Regions from separate parts of the Sus scrofa genome. Here region 1 is linked to region 2. The links are chromatin contacts, called in public HiChIP or PLAC-seq maps. All regions are on one chromosome and are shown on one strand. The core of a region is the stretch at or near the end of the contact, and the rest is flanking DNA. Distances in the headings are between cores, read along the strand shown. Region 1 holds the start of CHKB (choline kinase beta). Region 2 holds the start of ARSA (arylsulfatase A).

What was found. HiChIP or PLAC-seq counts read pairs in DNA pulled down with a chosen protein or histone mark.
Region 1: an H3K27ac HiChIP or PLAC-seq map of alveolar macrophages shows a contact between it and region 2. The contact joins the promoter of CHKB here to the promoter of ARSA in region 2. A contact is called at or near these places in 3 of 47 Hi-C or Micro-C datasets (embryonic fibroblasts, epiblast stem cells and skeletal muscle) and 2 of 2 datasets of contacts at active chromatin or transcription factors (alveolar macrophages and skeletal muscle).

What each region holds. Positions count from the first base shown.
Region 1 is chr5:147,303-153,692 of Sscrofa11.1, forward strand. CHKB (choline kinase beta) reads left to right here and starts at 4,336. Exons shown (of 11, transcript NM_001206360.1): 1 at 4,336-4,871; 2 at 5,087-5,195; 3 at 5,474-5,587; 4 at 5,768-5,901; 5 at 6,169-6,264. The coding sequence starts at 4,648. It overlaps LOC102161600 (a long non-coding RNA gene), which reads right to left and starts at 4,227. Exons shown (of 3, transcript XR_002343833.1): 1 at 2,620-4,227; 2 at 1,446-1,900.
Region 2 is chr5:102,249-108,612 of Sscrofa11.1, forward strand. ARSA (arylsulfatase A) reads left to right here and starts at 4,855. Exons shown (of 9, transcript NM_213933.1): 1 at 4,855-5,078; 2 at 5,375-5,627; 3 at 5,812-6,052; 4 at 6,132-6,350. The coding sequence starts at 5,410.

The DNA.
Region 1 (6,390 bases), core at 3,086-5,585, 45 kb after region 2:
GAGACGGGTCTCTAGCCCACTGCAGTTAAAGGTGTGCTGAGAGGATCTGCCAAGACTCTAGCTCTTACACCCACAGACCTACTCGGGCACAGCGTTAAGTCTACGCTGTCATGATTCCTGCTTTTTTTTTTTTCGGCCGCACCCACGGCATGTGGAAGTTCCCAAGCCAGGGATCACACCTGCACCATAGCAGTGACCCAAGCCGCTGCAGTGACAATGCCAGATCCTTAACCTGCTGTGCCACAGAGGAGTCCCTTGCCATGATTCTTTGAGGTGAAGTCTAGAAGGTCACAACCTTTACAAGGGCTTTAATGTAAGAGGGTTAGTAGAGCAAACACAGGCCCCACTGCTGCACCTGCTGCCAAGGCTGCAGTTGACATCAGTCACCTCCCTTCTCCTCTGTCTATTCTAGGTTCCCCTCACCATGAGCCAGCACTTCAGCCAGCCTGCGTGGCACTCCTGTCAGGGTTACCCAGACCTTCATCCTTGAGGGGTCTGAAGGTTGGCTTGCCCTTGGCAGGCCATGGCTGCTGTTATTACTTGCATGGAAGCAACCATACAGAACCAGGCAAATCCTCCATGCCAGACCAATGCATAATTGCCCCATTAAGTGGCAGCAACCATATCTGCTCATAATAATCACGATCAATCATCCCCTCTTTCTTGGCCTTCTGGTTGACCAGCACGAGGAGCTCTGGCAGAATCTGCAGCGTCTGGTTCACTGAAGGCGTTCTTCCCTGGAATCAGTAGGTGTTCCCTTGAGGAATTGTTCCCTACCTGGGAACCAGGGGCCTAATTTAGCAGAGCTTAAAGGTGTAGAGAAAGAACATGAAAATTCTGCAAGTGGGTCCCTAGGGAAGATGGTGAGAGACAGCATGTCTCAACCCCTGGGTTCTGGGACCTTGTCTTTGTTCCTGGATCCACATAGTATATCTACTGGGGCACCATATACTAGGCTTTGACTCAGCGTATAGACCCCCATTCCTCAGAATACTGCCCTAGAGCTTCCTTCTCTCCATCAAATTGGCTGCTTGTAGATAATACAGGATATTACAGAAGCGGTGGATCCCAAGGCAATCCACACATTGTTGAAACTCTTTCACTGTAAAATGAGTTTCTTAGCCCAAGGCAATGTTATACATGGTCGTGGGCTGGAAAATCAAGCATTCTCCAAGCTGCTAGACAGCGGTGCTACTCTGAGGCCTTGTGGACAGGGAAGGCAAACCCATATCCCGAACAAGTGCCAATTCCAGGAAGGACGAATCATTCCCTCTCCCAAGCGGAAAGGATCTGCTGTAGCCACCCTGTTACGGATCTAGGGATGGTGCTTTATCAGGAGCTCAGCACTACTCTTGGCAGTGAGAATTAGATAAGCCTTGATGGGAGAGGGCCTTTGTTGGTGGGCACAGCTTGCCATCATGGCAACTCCATGGCGATGGGCTTACCTTACAAGCACAAAGGTAGACAAGGACAGAAGCGGGCTGACATCTACGCATGCGATTTGTTTCTCAGTGACCCCTTTGCCGTGGGTGTTACCACGAGGCAGGAAGATATACACACTTGTGACCACTCCTCTGGGGCCGTCTTCTCTTACAGTCCTCCTTGTCTCCAACACCCCTCCTTCTCTTTCTAGGTCCCCTGGAAGACATCCGTCTCCACCCGGAAGTCCATGTGCACATCTTCCCCAGGCCGCTCTTCTGTCTACTCCCCTCCTTCCCTACAAAGTGGATATCCAAGTGTACTTGCTTGAAGCTCTGCTCTTTGCAGGAATTCTCCTCATTACTGTCCTTCAGAGCCACTCTGAATGGGATGGAAGTGCAGCAGTAGTTCATCTTCAGCTCACATAGACACATCAAGTTGACTCATCTGTGAACCAGACCTAAATTTTTCTTCCCATCTGCTAAGATAGAAGCATTGGTACAACAAGGTAGGAATGTGGGGGCCACAGCCCTCTCTTCCTGTTAATGACCAGTACTCTCTAGAAAGGCCTGGGTCCAATCCTTTTTCACTGAGTTGTCAATTGGGACTGAGCCTGGTGGACCTGCCAATACCTAGCTCAGGACAGGCATATTTGGCGACATGGTCATTTGGTGCCCCATAATTAGGCACGCAGACTCTATCTGGGTCCAGTAGTGTGCTAGAAGCTGCTTTCAATTGGTGAGCAGTTCTTCACTATAGCCACCATGGTCTTGCCTCTGAACCATAGGGGTGTGCATGCGAAATCTCCTGTTGGAACCTTCCAAATGTGCCACACAGGGTCCCTAGCTACCACAAATAAGCCCATCATAACCCACTGGTTCTGCTAAGTGGTAAGGGAACACATCCCCCACCAGGGATCTTCGCCAGAGCCCTCCTTTGCTCTTGGCCCCATTTAAAAGCCTGATAAATGGGTCAGAACAGTATTTCCAAGAGCAGTAAATGCTGACTCCAAAATCCAAAGATGAATCAAGCAGTGGGCCCGTTCTTCATCATAGGGTGCCAGATGCAACAACTCGCCCTTATCTTAGAGGTGGTGCTCTGGTTTGACCTTCGAACTCTACACCCCTGGAAACTTCACTGAGGATAGGCTCCAGGACGTCTGAGGACTTCCCTCTCACTCTCTGACATGCATTGTCTTACCGTGGGCAGAACACTCGTCACTTCCTTCCCAACCACGTCCGGTTAGCATGATGTCATCAGTGTTATGTAGGACGTCCAGACGGTCAAGGTCCCAATGGATCACATTGTGACAGAAAGCACAGGAGTTAAAACAGCCTTGAAGCAAGACAATGAATATGTTTGGCTGTCTTTCCCATATAAAAGTGAACTGCTTTTACAAATTTACTCTTACTACTGGAAACTGAGTGGTGGGGAAGAATAGTCACCACATCAACTGCATCATCAGGTGCCAGAGGTGCATTAATCAGCTCCAGGATGGCGATATCTCCCGACACAGCTGCTGCGAATGAAGGCTTACTTTGTGGGAGCCCGCCACCACTTACTTGAACCCACCTGGATTTTGCAGGGGCCATTCAGGTGAATTGACAGGGGTATAATGAGATTTATGTCTTTGAGAGTGACATGGAATGCAGCATGGGAGGGGGTGGGGTTTCAGAGGCTTCCCCGTGGCTCTTCATACCATGTGAGGTCAGGGGTCAAAGTACAAGCTCTGCCCATTACTAGATATAATATAACCCCAAGTATGCACCAGGACCAAGGAAGTGACCTCAAGACTTGGGTCAGGATCCTGTTCACCATGGGACTTCCACAGCCTCTACTCAGACGGGTGGTCCATGAGGCTTCATGTGCCCTGCACATGTGTCAGCTCAGATCCTGTATCTAACAGCTCTTGAAAGGTCTGGATAGTCCCTTTTCCAAAGTAAGGGACTTTTGTTAAGAGGTGCTAGGTCCCTTTGGGAAAGGATTAGAGGAGTATTTTTTAATGTACATTTGGTGGCATTGTAGGATCCTTTCTGTAAGGGACTGAGCCTCCCTTTCCACCAGTGGGTTCCAGGTCTCAGAACCGGCTCAGATTAAAATACAGAGTGAGGAATCATGATTTTCTACTGCAGCAATTGACATTCGCCTTCTGATCACTAATTCTTGATTTCTTTCTCGTTATTCAAATCAAACACCACACCATTCTAGTCAGCTATCCATCTATTTCACCCCAAAGAACACCGTGGTCCAACAGTGCCACGGATTCCCAGGGGTCAAGTCTTCCCCTGTCGACGCTCCAGCAAGGGATGGAAGAAATGCAAGGAAGCACTCCAAACTGCCGCAGCTGGACAAGGAGATGTGATGAAGCGTCCAGTATCTGCTCCAAGATGTGAGCCTCTCCTCCCGGGTTTGATTTTGTAATTGATTTTAGGTGTGGGGGCAAGGGGGCTGGCGGAACGGGGTTAGGCTGGTTTCAAGAAGGGCAGCAGGAGCCCCTTTTCAGCGGTGCCCTTCAAAAGGGCAAGGGAGTCCCAGCGATGATGAGGGATTTCAGGCTATTTGTTAACTAAAGTTTATTTGACACTTGCCATATGCACCCCCTCCCCAACTCTCTCCTCTCCTCGTGTGACCCACACTCAGGACTCGCCACCCTCATCCAGTGGCTCTCTTCCTTGGCCGACTGACTGCCCCAGGAACCAACTTTGTCCGCTGAGGTACGGACGCTGCCCTGTCAGCGCCCTGACCCTGGAGAAGGCCCTCCCGGTCTCAGAGGCACTTTCCCCGGGCCACCGCCCTTATGGGTCCCGCCTGCCACTCAGCGGAGGACTCACCGGCCCGCCCGTGTGGTTCGCCCACGTGACAGACAGCTGCGCCCCGGGCCCGACGGCTCGCGACTCTTCTGATTGGTCCGCGCCATTTCCTGCTTCCGGGTTACGGTCCAAACAGTGGCCTGTCTCTCGAGCAGCCCTGCCCAGAGAGAGAGGCCATTGGCCTTTGCTCTGGACAGGGGCGGGGCCCAGCCTTCCGCACTGGCCCCCGAAACAGGTCTTCTAGCGAGCTGAGTGGCGCCGCCAAGAGCGGAACGGAGCCGGGGAGACCCGAAGACGACCAGAGCCGCGCAGGCTGGCCGGAAGCGGAACCGAGCGGAGCCGAGCGCAGCCGGAAGGAGCCGAGGTTGCCCGAAGGGCCTGAGAGCTGCCGGGCGTTGGGCCGGGTGGAACCCGCGCCATGGCGGCCGAGGGGACAGCTGTGGCCGGAGGCGGGGCTGTCGGAGGCCTCCTGGCCAAGGACAGCTTGCTGCAGTCTAAATGCCCCGACGCGGCCCCAAGCCGGCGGCGCGGCTCCGCGCGGTCGCGAGACGCCGAGCGCCGAGCCTACCAGTGGTGCCGGGAGTACTTGGGCGGGGCCTGGCGCCGAGTGCGGCCGGAGGAGCTGAGGGTTGACCCCGTGAGGTAGGAGGTCAGGGGTCAGCCCCTCCGGTGCGCAGGTGGGGGTCAGGCTCAGCTCAGGCTCAGGCCCTTGGGAAGCTCAGCGTTTCTGCCGACCGGGAGCGGGATGGCGCCCGCTGCGACGAGGGGGCCCGGGGGCGGGGCGCGGGGGCTGCACCCCGGGCCTGGGGAGCGGAGCGGACGGCGGGCTGAGCGCGCACCCTGTTATGGGTCTGCAGCGGAGGCCTCAGTAACCTGCTCTTCCGCTGCTCGCTGCCGGACCACCTGCCCAGTGTTGGCGAGGAGCCCCGGGAGGTGCTGCTGCGGCTGTATGGGGCCATCCTGCAGGTGAGGAGGGAGTGAGGGCCGCGGTGGCCGGTGGCCTAGGACCTCTCACCTAAGAGTGGCAGGTGGTACTGTCTCCGTTGCACAGTTGGGGATCCTCAGGCTCAGGGCCTAAGTACTTTGTTTTTATGGTAGAAATGCCCGCGCTCCGGAGCCTCTAGGCAATAGAACCCGAAGTCCCAGCTGTGATGGGAGGAGCAAGCTGAAGGTCCCGGGGGTGACAGCGCCGCTTTGCTGCTGACCTTGTGACTGTGAACCCTTCGCTGTACATCTTCTTTCAGGGCGTGGACTCCTTGGTCCTTGAAAGTGTGATGTTCGCCATTCTTGCAGAGCGGGCGCTGGGCCCCCAGCTCTACGGAGTCTTTCCGGAGGGCCGGCTGGAACAGTACATCCCAGTATGAGCCCAGCCCGGCCCTGACTTCCCCAGCCCCTATCCCCCTTCCCAATGTCTGCCTCCACGTCCCTTACTCCCAGGTAGGGAATCTTCCCCCAGCCCCTGACTCCCTCCCCCCATTCCCCTACCCTTCCCCTCCTGCCCCAGCCCCTTCACCACCCTGATAGGTTCCTGGGTGCAGAGCCGGCCACTGAAGACCCACGAGCTTCGAGAGCCAGTGTTGTCTGCAGCCATTGCCACGAAGATGGCCCGTTTCCACGGCATGGAGATGCCTTTCACTAAGGAGCCTCACTGGCTATTTGGGACTATGGAGCGGTGAGTCAGGGGCCTCCTCGGGGCTCCTGCATTCAGGCTGGACCCTCATGCTGGCAGTTACTACACTGGACTGTAGCCGAATGCGTCCAGTGGTCGATCCATCCCTCCAGTTGAGTGGATCAGGCGTCCCACTGTCTAGCGTGGTCTCTCACAGAACAGGCTTCCCATTGATCCCTAGACGCGTCAGTGACAGAACGGGCAGGACAGCTTGGCCTGGGGTAGAGGAAAAGGACAGCAGGGTGAATGTATCTTGTTTTGGGGCTTTAGGTATTTAAAGCAGATCCAGGACCTGCCCCCCACTGGCCTTCCCCAGATGAACCTGCTGGAGATGTACAGCTTGAAGGAAGAAATGGGCAGCCTCAGGTGAGGGCAGGCAGGATGGGGTGGGACAGCAGGGACCGAAGCTCATAGGAGGTGTGCCAGGAACCTCGTGGTGCCTCTGCAGGATTTGCTGAGGGCTGGGGTCAAGGCCTAGCCCACGAGGGTGGG
Region 2 (6,364 bases), core at 3,605-6,104:
CAAACATAAGACTCTAACTCGTGTGCTGTACCTAGAACTGGCAAATTCACAGAGACAGACACAGAATCGAGGTTACCAGGGTCTGGGGGACAGAGAGGCTCGGCAGTTAGTGTTCACGGGTACAGAGTTCTTATTTGGGAGAATGAAAAAAATTTCTGAAGTTATATTTTGTTCCTTTTAAAATATATCAGATTCTTTTTTTTTTCTTTTCTTTTTTTCTGATGCTTCCTAGTCATCTCTCATTCCTTGTTCAGGTTTTCAATTGCACCTTTTATCTCTGTGGCCATTTTTAACATACTTTCGTGTTTCGTGATTTTTAGATTGTGATCACGGGTTTTGTGAATCCAATCTGTGGGAACCTGGAGAGACTGAATGGCAGTTGGTTTCCTCCAGAGGTGATCTGCATTTGCTCCTGCGAGGCTCCAGTGCTGCCAACCTATAAGCACTTCAACTCAATTCTAAACCCCCCGGGTAGTATATATTTAAAACCTACACCCATTTGAAAATAAGTCTGTACTTATGAATTCTGAAGGGATACTTGATTTCTGTCTTGTGGTTAGGCTGTTACAAAATCTCTCATTTCTCTTTCCTGGAAAGCAGACTTTTTTTCCTAATCTTTATAGACTTACGAGTCTTTAAACATCCTGACTTTATTTAGGAATCTACATTCCAAATTCTTACATGGCATGGGCCCGTGTCCCTTTCTCTTGCCCTCTATGCGCCATTAAAACCCAAAGCTTTAATTAAGCTCCTGGTATTGAGACTGTCCCCGATATCACACTTGCTTACCCTGGTGCTTTTAGTTTCCACTTATTAGTCAGCATTTCCAAGTGTTTTGCAATAGAAGCGTTTTAGATTATATTGTTGGAAATCTGTTTTTCTTATTCAGCCACAGCAGTCAGCACATAGAGGAATTTAATGATTCTTTTCTAGGCAGATATTAAATGAAGGAATAAATGAACAGAAGGACGTCCTGCATTTTTAAATGCTATTACACACACACACACACACACAGGAGCATGACGGCAGGACACGAGGAATATAGCAGTGCTCAAATGTGCCCACCTGGTCAACCATACCCTCTCCTTCAGCAACCTGATCACAGGCTGTCTGCTCACCCCAAGTTCTGACCTCATGCGTGTATCTCCACGTGATCTCTCACACCATGGCCTCCCATTTCCTTGACCTCTCAACTCACTGACTGTAAAACCTAAGTTTTGCGTGTATAGAGTAGAGACCAGGTATGGCTAGTTTGGGCAGAAAGGAATTTAGCACATGGAATTAGTAGCTACAACGTCATTGGGAGTAGTAAAAGAAGCATCAAGCCTGAACTCCTAGAAACACACTCTCCCCCAGCAACACCTTAGAACTGGGACCCTGGGGATTTACTCTTTTTGCTGCACTCAGCAAACTGAGGTTTCAGAAAGCTGATACCTCAACTGCTGGCTCCAAGAGACCACACCTCTCGGTCAAGGCCTGTATTTCACAGCCCCTTTTGCATTTAGGTAAGCCATGTCACGGAGTTCTGGAATTGGTTTGGGTAGAAATGATGTGTGCCACTCCTAGACTTAACTCAAATACTTCCTCTTAATTCTGCATGCTCTCTCTGCACCCATCTGCGGCTGGATGTAGGCATGTAGGATGACATGAAAACCACATGTCAAAAGTGGCAGCACTTCCTTTGGCATGGGTCCCTAATATGGAGCAGAGACCACCCCCAACCCCGCCCCAGCCCGGTCCTGCCTATGTGGCCAACTGGACTTTCTAGGAGCGAAAAATGAATGTCTGTTGTATTAAGTCACTGAGATTTGGGGGTTTATCCATTCAAGTAGCTGGTACTTCCTCAGCTGATATAGGAGAGGAACTCCAAGAGCCTTCATTGGGCTTCCCACCTTCAGAGTCCTTGTCTAGATCAACAGGTAGTGTTGCATTGGCCAGCTGCTCAATATATCTACTCAAATAATTTTCTTGAAAACCAGGAAAATTAATACAAAATAATTTACGTAACCACTGTGTCCGTCGTGAGATGGACTGTGGCTCAAAACACATCTCCTCTGACTTCCAACACCCCCTCTGATCAGTGGACTCTGGGGGCATCCGAATGTCTGGGTTTTGGCTCATAGCCAGTGCCCAGAAACCCCCGAGGGCATGAGGTGTCCCCTCCCCTAGTGCATGCCCATCCTGGCCAAAGGCCATATCTCCTGCCGAGGGCGGGGAGGTGGGTACAGAGAGAAGATGTGCTACACCCCTGGCTGTTTCCTCCAGGTCCTTCTCTCTGGCAGAAGACTCTGGGTCTCTGAGTGACTCATGTCCAGGAATTGGAAGAGAAGCTGCATAGTGAGTCAAGTCTGGGCACGTTCCTGAGACCCAGGGTCTTTCTACCACGGCCCCCACCTCCACTACTGCTGCCCTCTGGGTCTGTCATGGAGGGGGCTTCACGGCCGATGAGCCAAAATTCTTTGAGGCCACCCCGTTCTGCTTGACTGTGATGGTGACAACAGCTGTCTGGCCATGTGGCCTCCGCCACCCAGTATCTTTTCATCCTGTTTCATTTCCACCCCACAAAGTCAGGTCCCCAGAGCCTTTCAAGGCTGTCGCAGCTTCCGGGCCCACTCCAGAGCACACCTTTTCAGGTCTTAGCGAGGGTGTCCTCCAGGCCTCACAGAGGTCAGTTAGAGGACAGCGGAGCAGATGGAGCACAGAACTCTCCTGTCGCTCCCTGTCTTTAGATGCCTTTTCCTCCATTAAGCCAAAGAGCTTCCAGCGTCTTGGCTTCCTTCAAGTGGGCTGTCATGAGCCCTGGTTTTCATTACCAGAGCAAAAACAGTCAACACCATCCTGGCCCCTCAGATCCAGAACCTATGCTCATTGTCAGTTTTGCCTGATTTAGGATCATTTTCCTCAAATATCCAGGGGACAGGAATGACGGTTGCTGAGGGCAAGGAGGATGGAGCAGACCCGAGGCGGGTGGTGGAGGCATGCACAGATGGCCTCCGGTGTTCTGGGTCCCCCACATCGGCCAGTCGCAGGAGCCACTGCAGAATCCCTTCAAGTGGGCCGAGTGTTCTCCATGAAGCAGCTGGCCCAGCCCACCCACCCCAGGCAGGCCCAGGAAACCAGGAAACGGAGGCCACTCCCTTGTCCTGGGTGCAGAAACACAAGACCCACAGGCTCACTTGCAAGGCCCTTCTCCTGACTGTGGGTCTTAGTTCCAAATTAGTAACATCCAGAGTCACTTCCCGCACCCTGGCAGGCTGCCTCCTGCCGGGGCTCTGTCCCAAGCTGACCCTCCTGTCGGCTCCAGCAGCAAAGCCAAGAAAGACTCACATCTCTGAAAGACTCAGCCGCCTGCTTTGAACAAACATAGCTGGCAGCACATGGCCCTCCCCCACCCGGAGGTCAGGGCTGGGCTGGCTCTGGGGTCCCAAGCACACACACCTGAGCAGCCTCCAGAGACAGCGGGGGAAAGCGCCAGCCATTTGCATGACATTACAACGCTGGCAGGCTCTTCCAGAGAATAAGGGCAGGTCCTCTGCTGCCTGGGGTAATTCCCAGCTTGCAGTATAAAGGGAAGAAAGTGCTTTTGGACGATTCCTTTTAAACTCCAGTTCACAGCGCCGACCAGCTGTGATAGTTCCAATTACAGGTTCAAAGATTTCTGGGCCATGGAAAAGCTCTGCCCTGGCCGCCCCATGCACAGACCCAGAAACCACACTGGAATGTGATACTATCTGGATGCAGCTTACAGAGCCCCTTCCACTGCCTACCAAGTCAGCAGCAGCCTGGAGCCCAGCCCTGTCTCCGGGAGTCCCTCCCCTTCAAATTTTGCTCCTCAACACTGCTTCTCATCCTGAGCTTTCCTCTTTCATCAGGAAAATGCCAGCTCCACAGCCAGGGCTGGGCCTCAGTGGACACTCTCTTGGCCCCCACCCAATAACCAGAGGCCTTTCAAGGGCCCTACCCACTCTCTCGCTGGCCCAGGGTCAGTAACCGTGGAATACCCTCCCCGACCAGTGCCCAAAGCCTGCTCTTCCTGAGGTCAGAACTTGTGGGGGAGCATGAGACCAGAAAGCTGTCTTGGGAGGGTTATGGGGGTGTGACCTTGGGGAGCTGCTGGGAACAGATGCTCTGGGGGAGTTACTGCATGGATCTTGGGGCATTCAGCTGACCTCCCTCTTACTCTGACACAGTTAAACTGTAGACCACGAAGGTGAAGAAATTCATCGAAGCCTGTCTACCGGTGGAGCCAGGACCAAACATCTCCTCTTTCTATGCGTTTTTCTCATTGCTGTAACCTGGAGGCAGACCAGACCCCAGATGCCCCCTCCAATACCCTAACACACAGACACACATGTACACGGAGGGGAAAGTGCTGGAAATAACTCTCTTTTCCTTTATGGCCTCGCCCATGGCGTGTAGAAGTTTCTGGGCCAGGGATTGAACCCGTGCCACAGCTGTGACCCAAGCCGCTACAGTGACAACACCAGGTCCTTAACACGCTCCGCCACAAGAGAACTCCAAGAATGTTCGATCTTGTATTTCAAGAAATACACCAAAGGTAGTGTGGAAGGAAACGCCAGCAGTCGGCGGACTCCAAGCTTTTCGTTTCGATTTGCTCATTCCGCACTCTGCCGGCTCACGCCCCTTAAGAAACAGTCCACACGCCGAGCGCGAACACGAGGAGCTCGCCCCCGAGCCGGGCGCCAACAGCCTCGGGACGCAGAGCGTGGCGGAGCTCGCGCACAACCGTGCCGGCGCCCTCGCCAGCCCCGCGCCACACCCACTCCGCCCTTCGCTGCCCAGGCGCGACCCGGCTCCGCCCCCTCCGCCCCGCCCCCCGGCCAGCTCCGCCCCGCGTCCCGCCCCACCCCTGGGCGGGCCGCGTCGGGTCACGGGTTAGGGGGCGGGCCGCGGGGCGGGGCTGAGGCGGAAGTGCCGGTGAGGGGCTGTGCCTGTCGCTGTTCCGCCGCACCAGCCTTCCTCGGACCCGAACTGCCCTCGTCCCGCCTCTCGGGCCCCCGCGGGTCAGTGTGCGGGGACTTCTGCCCCTGCCCACGAGCCTGGGCCGGGACCAGTAGGTGAAGAGGGTCAGATCTCCGCCGGAGAATGTGAAAGTGTCCTGGTCCTTGGGAGTCTCCAGAGAGTTGGATCCAAGGCTCCGGGCTCCTGGGTTCTGTTGGAGTCGAGGGTCTCGGTGCCGAGTTCCCTGGGACTTCAGGAAAGGAGTTGTCTCAGTCGGGGGAGGATTCGGGTCTGGGGTCTCAGGGGAGGGTAGTGGCTGAGCCTGGGTTGCTGGGGGAGGTTAGGGTCTAGGTCTGGGTCTGGGGCGTCAGAGCTAGAGCTGGCTGGAACCCTGTGTGCCTTCCCTCTCAAGGGTCTCCTGCTGCAGGCCGGTCTGTGCTGTGGGCCATGGTGGCTCTGTGGGCCCTCACTCTGGCCTTGGCCTCAGGCCTGGCTGCTACCAGCCCACCTAACATCGTGCTGATCTTTGCTGATGACCTGGGCTACGGAGACCTGGGCTCCTACGGGCACCCCAGTTCCACCACCCCCAATCTGGACCAGCTGGCCGCAGGGGGTCTGCGGTTCACCGACTTCTATGTGCCGGTGTCTCTGTGCACACCCTCCCGGTGAGCAAGGAGACGGAATGTGCACCCCAGGCGCCCACCCCTGCCCACCGGTTCCTCTGGCTTCACTCTGGATTGCAGCGGGGAGACATTCACCTCCCTCGTCTTCCGCCGCTCTCACCTCATCTCCTCTGTTCATCTCAGTCAGTTTTGCTCTGTTTCACGGACCCTGTGACTTGTCCTGCAGGGCTGCCCTCCTGACCGGCCGACTCCCAGTTCGGATGGGCCTGTACCCTGGCGTTCTGGAACCCAGCTCCCGAGGGGGTCTTCCCCTGGAGGAGGTGACCCTGGCTGAGGTCCTTGCTGCCCGAGGCTACCTCACAGGGATGGCTGGCAAGTGGCACCTTGGGGTGGGGCCTGAGGGGGCCTTTCTGCCCCCCCACCAGGGCTTCCATCGATTCCTGGGCATCCCATACTCCCATGACCAGGTAGGAACTACCAGCGTCCTTCCCTTGACCCGACAGCCCCACCCTATAGCCCAGACCTCTGAAGGAGCTGCTCCCCCAGGGCCCCTGCCAGAACCTGACCTGCTTCCCGCCGTCCACCCCCTGCGACGGCAGCTGTGACCAGGGCCTAGTCCCTGTCCCGCTATTGGCCAACCTGTCGGTGGAGGCGCAGCCCCCTTGGCTGCCTGGACTTGAGGCCCGCTACGTGGCCTTCGCCCGTGACCTCATGGCTGATGCCCAGCGCCAGGGCCGCCCATTCTTCCTGTACTACGCCTCCCACGTAAGTGCCCCTGC